Linked DNA regions of Mus musculus: region 2 is linked to region 1. The links are chromatin contacts, called in public Hi-C maps. All regions are on one chromosome and are shown on one strand. Each heading gives the region's core, a stretch centred on a gene start, on an enhancer-like site or on the middle of the called end of the contact. The rest is flanking DNA. Distances are from core to core; before and after follow the strand shown.

Region 1 (3,745 bases), core at 530-3,029:
AAATATCTGTATCTATATGGTTATTCTATGAAAGTATTATATCAGTGTATTAAAATGGCCCAATGCATTCATTCTGATTCGGTGGTGATACACTAAATCTAATCTGTTTTCAGTGGTAAATACAGCCCTTGAACATATGATTAATGTTTTGAACAGAAAGATACTTCATTTCCCAATGATTCTACCAGTACCTGCTTCAATTAGTTTTAGATAAACAAACCCGTTTTCTTACACAGCTCTAAAATGAATCTGGAAAGCAAAAACAAACAACTGCTTTAAAAAAAAAATCTATGCATGTGGACCAACAGAGCTTCAGTCTTGTGTTTCACTGAGAAGAGACAATGTGTAGAAGGCCTGTCCTATCCTCTCCTAGGCCAGAAAGGCCTCTTCAAGTCCTTACCCTTCATGAGCATGTGTTCTACAGGAGCCCACCGTAAGCTTTTCTCAAGAAGCAGTCCATGGCAGGCACGGCTCTGACCACAGTCTCTCCTCTGTCCCCACTGCCTTCCATGATAGTGTAGTAGAAAAACCTCTCGCTGCCTCAGGAGGGAGTACTGGTCTACCTGAGTCTTGTTCTGCTGCTTTTGTATCAGTCCTTACTTGCTCAGAAAGGACTCGCCAGTGGTACTCACTCTTATAAATCTGCAAGTCTAGACTCGACATAGGCTGGAAGGAATCAGTTCCTATTATCCTAAAAATATCCTCAAGTGGCTTCTATTCACCCCCTCAGTGTAGACTGTTCTCATCAGTATTCCAGCACAGGGTCGATTAACAAGCATTAAGGCAAGCATGAACTGTGAAGAAGACAGGCTGGGATACTTCACAACCATCCGAGCTCCACAGCAGGACTAGAAGCTGAAGCTCTTAGGCCCGTATACCCTTTGCAGCAGTGTAGGAACTTTGTAAAAGTGGGAAGCCATCAAATTCCCCAAACTGGAGCCAGTACTCTTCTTACACAAGAATCTGAGGGTTTGGCTGAGGGTGGGTTTTGCAGACTGTGGAAACTTAAGAGGGGCACAGTTCACGCTGGGGCATGAGGGAGCATGTGTTGACATGGCAATCTACCAAAGCTGGCCTCCTGGGTTTAGAGTAGTACACTTGGAGTCTCACCTTTGCTGAGTCCAAGGTTTGAATGTCATATGTTCCCTCCCATGAACAGAACACATAGAAACTACTGAGAATGATAAACGAGGATCGCTGGCCTTTGGAAGCCTTTACGGTCTACTTGGTAGTTTATAAACGCCTAAAAATGGTGACTTCCTGTTGCAGGGACTAGTAAAATTAAGAGTCACACAGGCATTGTCAGGACTCAGCTGTCCCTGTAGCAGACACAAGCACATGGGTAGTTCATACACAGATGAACACAACTGTGTTCTAGCCAGACTTTACACAGACACACAATTCTATTTCCACATGAACAGTCCTCTTGTCATTAGGAAAAAGTGAAGCTCACTCTTAGCTTGCATGCCATACAAAACCAGGTGGTGAGTGGTATCTGCCTTATAGGCTGTCCTTTGCCAGCCACTGTACTAGTGCTTGTCTATGTCCATAAAGTCATCAATACAGAAACAGATGCCCCTCAACTAGTAGAGGCACCATGGGGAGAACACAGGAAATGAATGGAGACATTTGTTTTGATTCCTTCTGTGTCTGTGGCTCTTTCTACAAACTTTCATTTTCTCTGGACTTGGGAAACAAGAGCTCACTAGCAGATGATTAATAGTATTCTCTGCCTCTGAATGTCTATGACCCTCATGGCCATGGAATGTCAGCAGGACCTTGTGTCTAGTGTATATCTGGGAAATGCTGGCAAGACATCAGGTTTCAGTTACTAGCTAGCTGAGGTAGCATACACGGGTCAAGGCCAAGAGGAAAACTTGTTGCACATACCACGGCAGGATTGCTAACAATGCTAATGTGATTCTTTCCTGTGGGGCTAAGTGGCTCCCCAAGAAGCCCATAGACTATCTATGAGGTTCGAGCTGTGAGGACACACTGTAAGAGGGCCAGGAAGGGAAGGGGTTCAGGAGGTAGAGCCTGAGATCCAAGTGAAGCTCAGGGGGCAGACGAGAACCACAGCTCAGGGTATGCTGTCATGATGCCCGCACAGGTTGGGGCAGGGGCCCAAGGGTACCCAGAAGTGTTCCTGCTGCTTAAGGAGGTGAGCTCACTAGCTTGGTCAGAGGATACCACTCTGTCCATTATATGAATGAAAAGGATGGGAGATGTCAGAAGGCAGGTAGCAGGAGAGCTATGGAAAGCTACTGTAGAGTTAGCTGCTGGGAGTGTGACTCAATACAGCCCCTGTATGGTTAGCATGTGGCTCTGGGTTTCACTGGAAGTCTCTTATACAGAATAAAATCTAAAACTAGCAGTGGCAAGAAGACAGGATCAAGACTGTGAAAGACCAGCATGGCCAGTGGGGTCTGAATGAGAGAAGTATGAAAAACAGGCAAGCATTAAAGTGTGATGAGCAAGAGGAAAGGGGAAAGGCCCCTGGAAGGCCATCTTAGGAGATGGGCAGGTCATGGCTACTGAGAAGCAAGAAGATGGTGACAGACAGCACCCGGCTGAGCAAGCTTCTACTCCCAAACAAGATGCAACAGATGTGACAGGTGTGACATCGAGAAACAGACCAAACTCCTAGAGACACCCTTCACTGGAAGCATTTCTGTTGATTCACATGGGCAAGCAAAATAAAGGGTATGGTGTTTTAATCCATGCTGGCCATGTGAGAAACCGCAGGTAGGTTCTTAACCAAGCTGTGTGTAAGAGATGTAGATGGCGTCATAAAACCTGCTATAAAAATACCACCAGACTGTTTAGGGAGAGAGCCTGTACAGAGCGGTGCAGTGTGGCACAGCCATGGGTGCAGGAAGAGCCAGTGCTGATTTGTGATGAGTAACAAGGGCTTTGAAGAAAGAAAAACATCAAGACCTCCCAAAGGCCTGGGACCCACCCCACCCCCACCCCAGGCTTTGAGGACCCTTCTAGAGGATCCCTCTAGCATCACTGCCCAGCATGTGAACAAAGCCTTTCACACTCCTGTGGACACTCACCTTTTCCATTAACAGCTAAGCCTGTGGCCATGGCAGCAGTCACGGGGCCAGAAACCTGAGGCACTAGTGGATGTATTCGGGGCCTGCTCCCCATCCTGGCTCGCTCCGCACCAGGGCCCAGCAAAGCCCCAGTGGGCTTCTCTGCAGTCACCTCTGGGGCTACAGTGTCCTCGGCACCCTGATCCACAGGGTCCAGCTTCTCGGGGCTCTCCCCCTGAAAGCCATCAACCGAGGTCCTGCCCTTAACGGGGCTCTTAGGCACGAGAATTTTGATCCCTGACTTGGCGAGGTCCATGTTCTTGCGGTTTGCAAGAGATGGGGCTGGGTTTTTCCTGAACTTCTGGCTGGCAGCCAACAGCTGGCTGCTTTTGGACTCATGATCTTTGCCTACCACAAGTGCTTTGGAGTTGGTCTTGGAGAGAGTGCTGTGGGTGGACCTGGAAATCTGCTTCCGGGCGTTGCTGGGGGAGGCTCTGCTGGCACGAGCCAGGCTACCTTCCTTTTGCCTCTCGTTGTGGCGCCGGTTGAAGTCATGGATGTATTCCTCACAGTTCACCAGGTGCTGCTCAGGCTCCCACGTGTCATCCTCACTGTCATAGCCTTTCCACCGCACCAGATATTCTGTCTTCCCTTTCTTGTTTTTCCTTTTGTCAACGATACTTTCCACCTATGTGTGAGAGAAAGGT
Region 2 (3,745 bases), core at 622-3,121, 53 kb before region 1:
AACTCATCGATTTTCCTCTGTAAGTACTTTAACATGGAGTCCATGCCCTGGGCGGAGCCCCAGATCTTCTTCAGCACTTCACATTCTCTCTCATTGGCCTGCTCTAGCTCCATCTTCATATTGCAGCGCACCAGGGCTTTGGATTCCTCCAGGACCTGTAGCAGTGAGGGACCATCAGTCAGGGGACGGCTGTCTATAGGCACTAAAGCTTTGCTCACGTGCGTGCGAGCAACCACTAAATTATCACATGTCAGTTCTATCACAGGTTAGCACAGTTAGCCCTGCGTATCTGAGTTCCACATTCCTGAGACTCAACAACGCCAGACTGGAAATATGCAGAAAAACCAAACAACGTTCATGCTAAATATGCAGATTTCACTTTTCATCTAAAAATCTAGCACAGCCTTTACTCACAGTGCTGCACCGCGACAGCCACCAGAAGTCACCTACAGAGGTGACCTCAAGTGTATGCAGAGGTACACGCAGACTACAGCAGGCCATGTTGTGTAAGGGATTTCAGTGCTTGTGGATTCTGATCTCCATGGAGGGATGCGTGGTGGATACAGAGGGCTGTCAGGATATTTAACAGTGCTACTCAAACTTGAAACAGCCCAAGCTATTTGTTTGAGATGGTTTGTTACTCAGACCCACACCCACCACTGGACCAGCCCTGACACACCACTACTGCTGTGGGATGGCATGGAACCCAGTCACTGAAAACCCTGGCCTCCACCTATGGGTACCTAAGCACGTGACTGCACCAAAGGACTTTGCAGCCAGTAAATGGTTAGCACTGGTGGTGGCACCCGTGCACAGGACAAGGAAGACTAGGGGAACACATTGGAACACGCTGCCAGTCTAACTTAATCTCTGTGGAGGAAAAGCTTTTCATTCATTATTAAAGAAACAAAAGAAAACAAAATAAGACAAGATACTGTAACGTACAACTGGGTTACATGAAGCCAGCTCCTTGATTCGAACCATGACTTCCTGTGTGAAGGTTCCTGGCCAAAACACCTGGGAGACCAGACCCTTGCCACAGGCCTCCTGTGCCGTCAACTTCCGCCCACTGAACAGCATTTCATTCGCCTAAAAGGAAAAAGAGTTGACATGCTGTGAGACACCAGAGGGGATGGGTGGAGATGATGTCTTGGAACCCCAATCCTCAGAGACACAAGCTGAGGATGGAGTTCTGAGGGGGTCTACCTCATATCCTCTAGTGGTCACAGACCATGGACAAACCATGACCAAGTGGGTGGGTGCCAAGAGTAACACCATGGGCCAGTTAAAACAAAACAAAACAAAAAGTCATGATGTGATTCAGGTTCGCATGGACTTGGCTGAAATCCAGATTCGAGACTGTTTTGTGGTTAAGTCTGAGGTTGCTGGTGTAACTTCCCCTACATACGAATTTCTTCTTCCCACCCAAGGAAACTCCATTAATAAGAGTAGGTAATTTGTGTTCTAAAGGAACTGAACCCAACATAAAACTATGTATTTTCCACAAATGTTGTAAAGATAGTGGCATGTCACTGCTGACTGGGTCACACCTCAGAAGCCACACATTTGTCATTTGTCAGAGAGTGACTATCCAGAAGGAACTAGGTGTGGTTCTGTTAAGGATGTCCATTTTAAGAGGGTCTCAGTTACCTTAAGATTGACTGGATAAAACTAATATAACTTTGCTTTTAAAAAATGACAGAGGTATCTATTGGATTCAGGGCTAAGCTCAAGCCCTGGCATAAGGTGTACAGATGTCCTATCACTAAATGGCAGGGGAGGCAGGCTAAGACAGACTGTAAGAGTAGCTGACATGCCCGTGACCTGATTGTGGCTTGCCTTGCACAGATAAATCCTGCCGAGAGCCCGTGGTCCTGAGCATGTGCTTCTCAGCCATGGAGAGACACCGCAGTGACCAAACAACCGTCGGATCACACCGAGGATCTGAGTCTTGCACAGAGCAAACAGTACACGTTGGAGACCAAGTGTGGCAGCTGACTAGATGCCCTTTACCAAGGCAGACAGTGTATACAGGGCTGTGTGTGTGTGTGTGCGCGCGCACACACGCACACAGACAAGAACAGTTTGCAAGGTTTTGAGTTTATCATCTAAAGAGTAGCTAGCAGGCAGTCTGAGCTTAGTCTTGCACAAGCTCAGAAGCCTGGATTGTTCTCTAAATGGACGGCCTCTCAGTGAAAAGACCATCTATAACATGTATAAAACCCGGATGTGGCCTTATTATGGTAGTTAAGATCGTTTCTCCACAGGAATACTCCAGGGAGATGAGAAAGGATGAGGAGAGCCCAGCCCTCCTTCCCCTCTCAAGAGTTCCCGAGTACCTGGGATGCTCTTTCCCAGACTGCACTTCTTTAGTGATGTCACCACCACTCACTCATTCAGTTAAGTGTGTCCTCAGGACAGCAGATACCAATGAACCTGCCAGCAGGCCCAGCAAGGCTGTCTGAGCATTTCTTCCTGGGCTCTCCTGTGGTCTCCTCCAATCATTCCTTCTTCCCCACTTTGTTTTGTTTTGTTTTTCGTGACAGGGTTTCTCTGTGTATCCCTGGCTGTCCTGGAACTCACTTTGTAGACCAGGCCTGCCTCTGCCTCCCGGGTGCTGGGATTAAAGGCGTGCGCCACCACCACCTGGCCTTCTTCTCCACTTTTGAGACCCAGACCAGCACTTAACTCGGACTCCTGCTCCAGCCTCCTAACACACCCCACTTCCTGACCTCTGGATGGCAGCTCCCAGCTCTCAGTACCGCTTTCTTCCTGTGTCAACCTCTTCCTTGTGTTGCCTGTTTGGACCAATCACAACTGTCTCTGCTCTGGCCTACATTTTGTCCTGGCAGCTCATCTCCCGTCTCCTGGTCTGCCTGGCTCCACAAACATTTGTTATTAGACAGTCTTGTATGGTTTGTGTTTTCCCCTCCCATTTCACAGGGTTGGAATGTGTAGGACAATGAAAGGAATTTTAAATTTTATCTAAGAGTGTAAGAGACAGGGCTGATTCAAGGCTGCTAATGTATTCCACTTAAACAGGCAGTGAGTCCATTTAAGACAAAGTCTTGAAGAACCAAGGAATCCAACCACCACCAACAAATAAATACCCATTAAAAACCAACAACAACAACAACAACAACAACAAAAACCATTTCCTTGGGCAGACTAAATAGACAGAGCCCTACCTTGCCAATCTGCCGTGGTCTTAAGATGAGAAGTTTTAAAAGTGTAGGGAGGAAGATGGGCAGATCACACTGTTTCAAGATGACAGCTCTTGTGGGTGAATGTGGAGTTTGAAATCAGTCCCTGGCTTGGCAAACCTTCCTGTACGCACATACACACACACACCCACACCCACGATGGCCACTGGTTAAGCCTGGGTTATCCTTTCTGTTCCCCTTAGCAAAGGCTACCAAAGTGTCGTCTACTGTACTGGCCCCGAATGTCTCCTGTGCACACAGGTGTGTGGATTCTTGAAATGGGACAATGTCAAGGTGTATGGTGCACAGTAGGTACTCTATGGATGTCTGCTGCGGGGTGCAGGGAGGGTAGACTACCCACGAGCAGCTAAGCAAGCCAGTGTCTGGCCCCTGTGGGACACACTGAGGAAGGCTCACACAGCTTGCTTTCTCCTGACAGTTGGTATGCCTTCAGTAAACTCTCTATACCCCAAGTAGGGAAAACCAAACTTGTCCCACCCAAATTCACACACACCAAAACGCCACCAAAGGAAGTAGATGCT

What was found. Hi-C and Micro-C count contacts between places; a contact is called where the count stands out from the background.
Region 2: a Hi-C map of cumulus cells shows a contact between it and region 1, with 1.7 times the contacts expected there. The contact joins two enhancer-like sites. A contact is called at or near these places in 12 of 484 Hi-C or Micro-C datasets (B cells, the HL-1 cell line, the HPC-7 cell line and 9 more) and 2 of 115 datasets of contacts at active chromatin or transcription factors (CD8 T cells and embryonic stem cells).

Annotation. Positions count from the first base shown.
Region 1 is chr13:35,815,890-35,819,634 of GRCm38.p6, reverse strand. Cdyl (chromodomain protein, Y chromosome-like) reads right to left here. Exons shown (of 10, transcript NM_009881.3): 5 at 3,060-3,726. Among named protein-coding and RNA genes, the nearest start is that of Rpp40, 89 kb to the left of the region's middle. Within about 2 kb of position 1,779, at least 37 of the 459 cell types and tissues checked have an H3K27ac peak or open chromatin away from gene starts, as enhancers often do. A contact at or near this core is called in Sertoli cells and granulosa cells, where this site is marked.
Region 2 is chr13:35,868,922-35,872,666 of GRCm38.p6, reverse strand. It overlaps Cdyl (chromodomain protein, Y chromosome-like), which reads right to left. Exons shown (of 10, transcript NM_009881.3): 9 at 946-1,089; 10 at 1-155. Among named protein-coding and RNA genes, the nearest start is that of Rpp40, 36 kb to the left of the region's middle. Within about 2 kb of position 1,871, at least 37 of the 459 cell types and tissues checked have an H3K27ac peak or open chromatin away from gene starts, as enhancers often do. A contact at or near this core is called in Sertoli cells and granulosa cells, where this site is marked.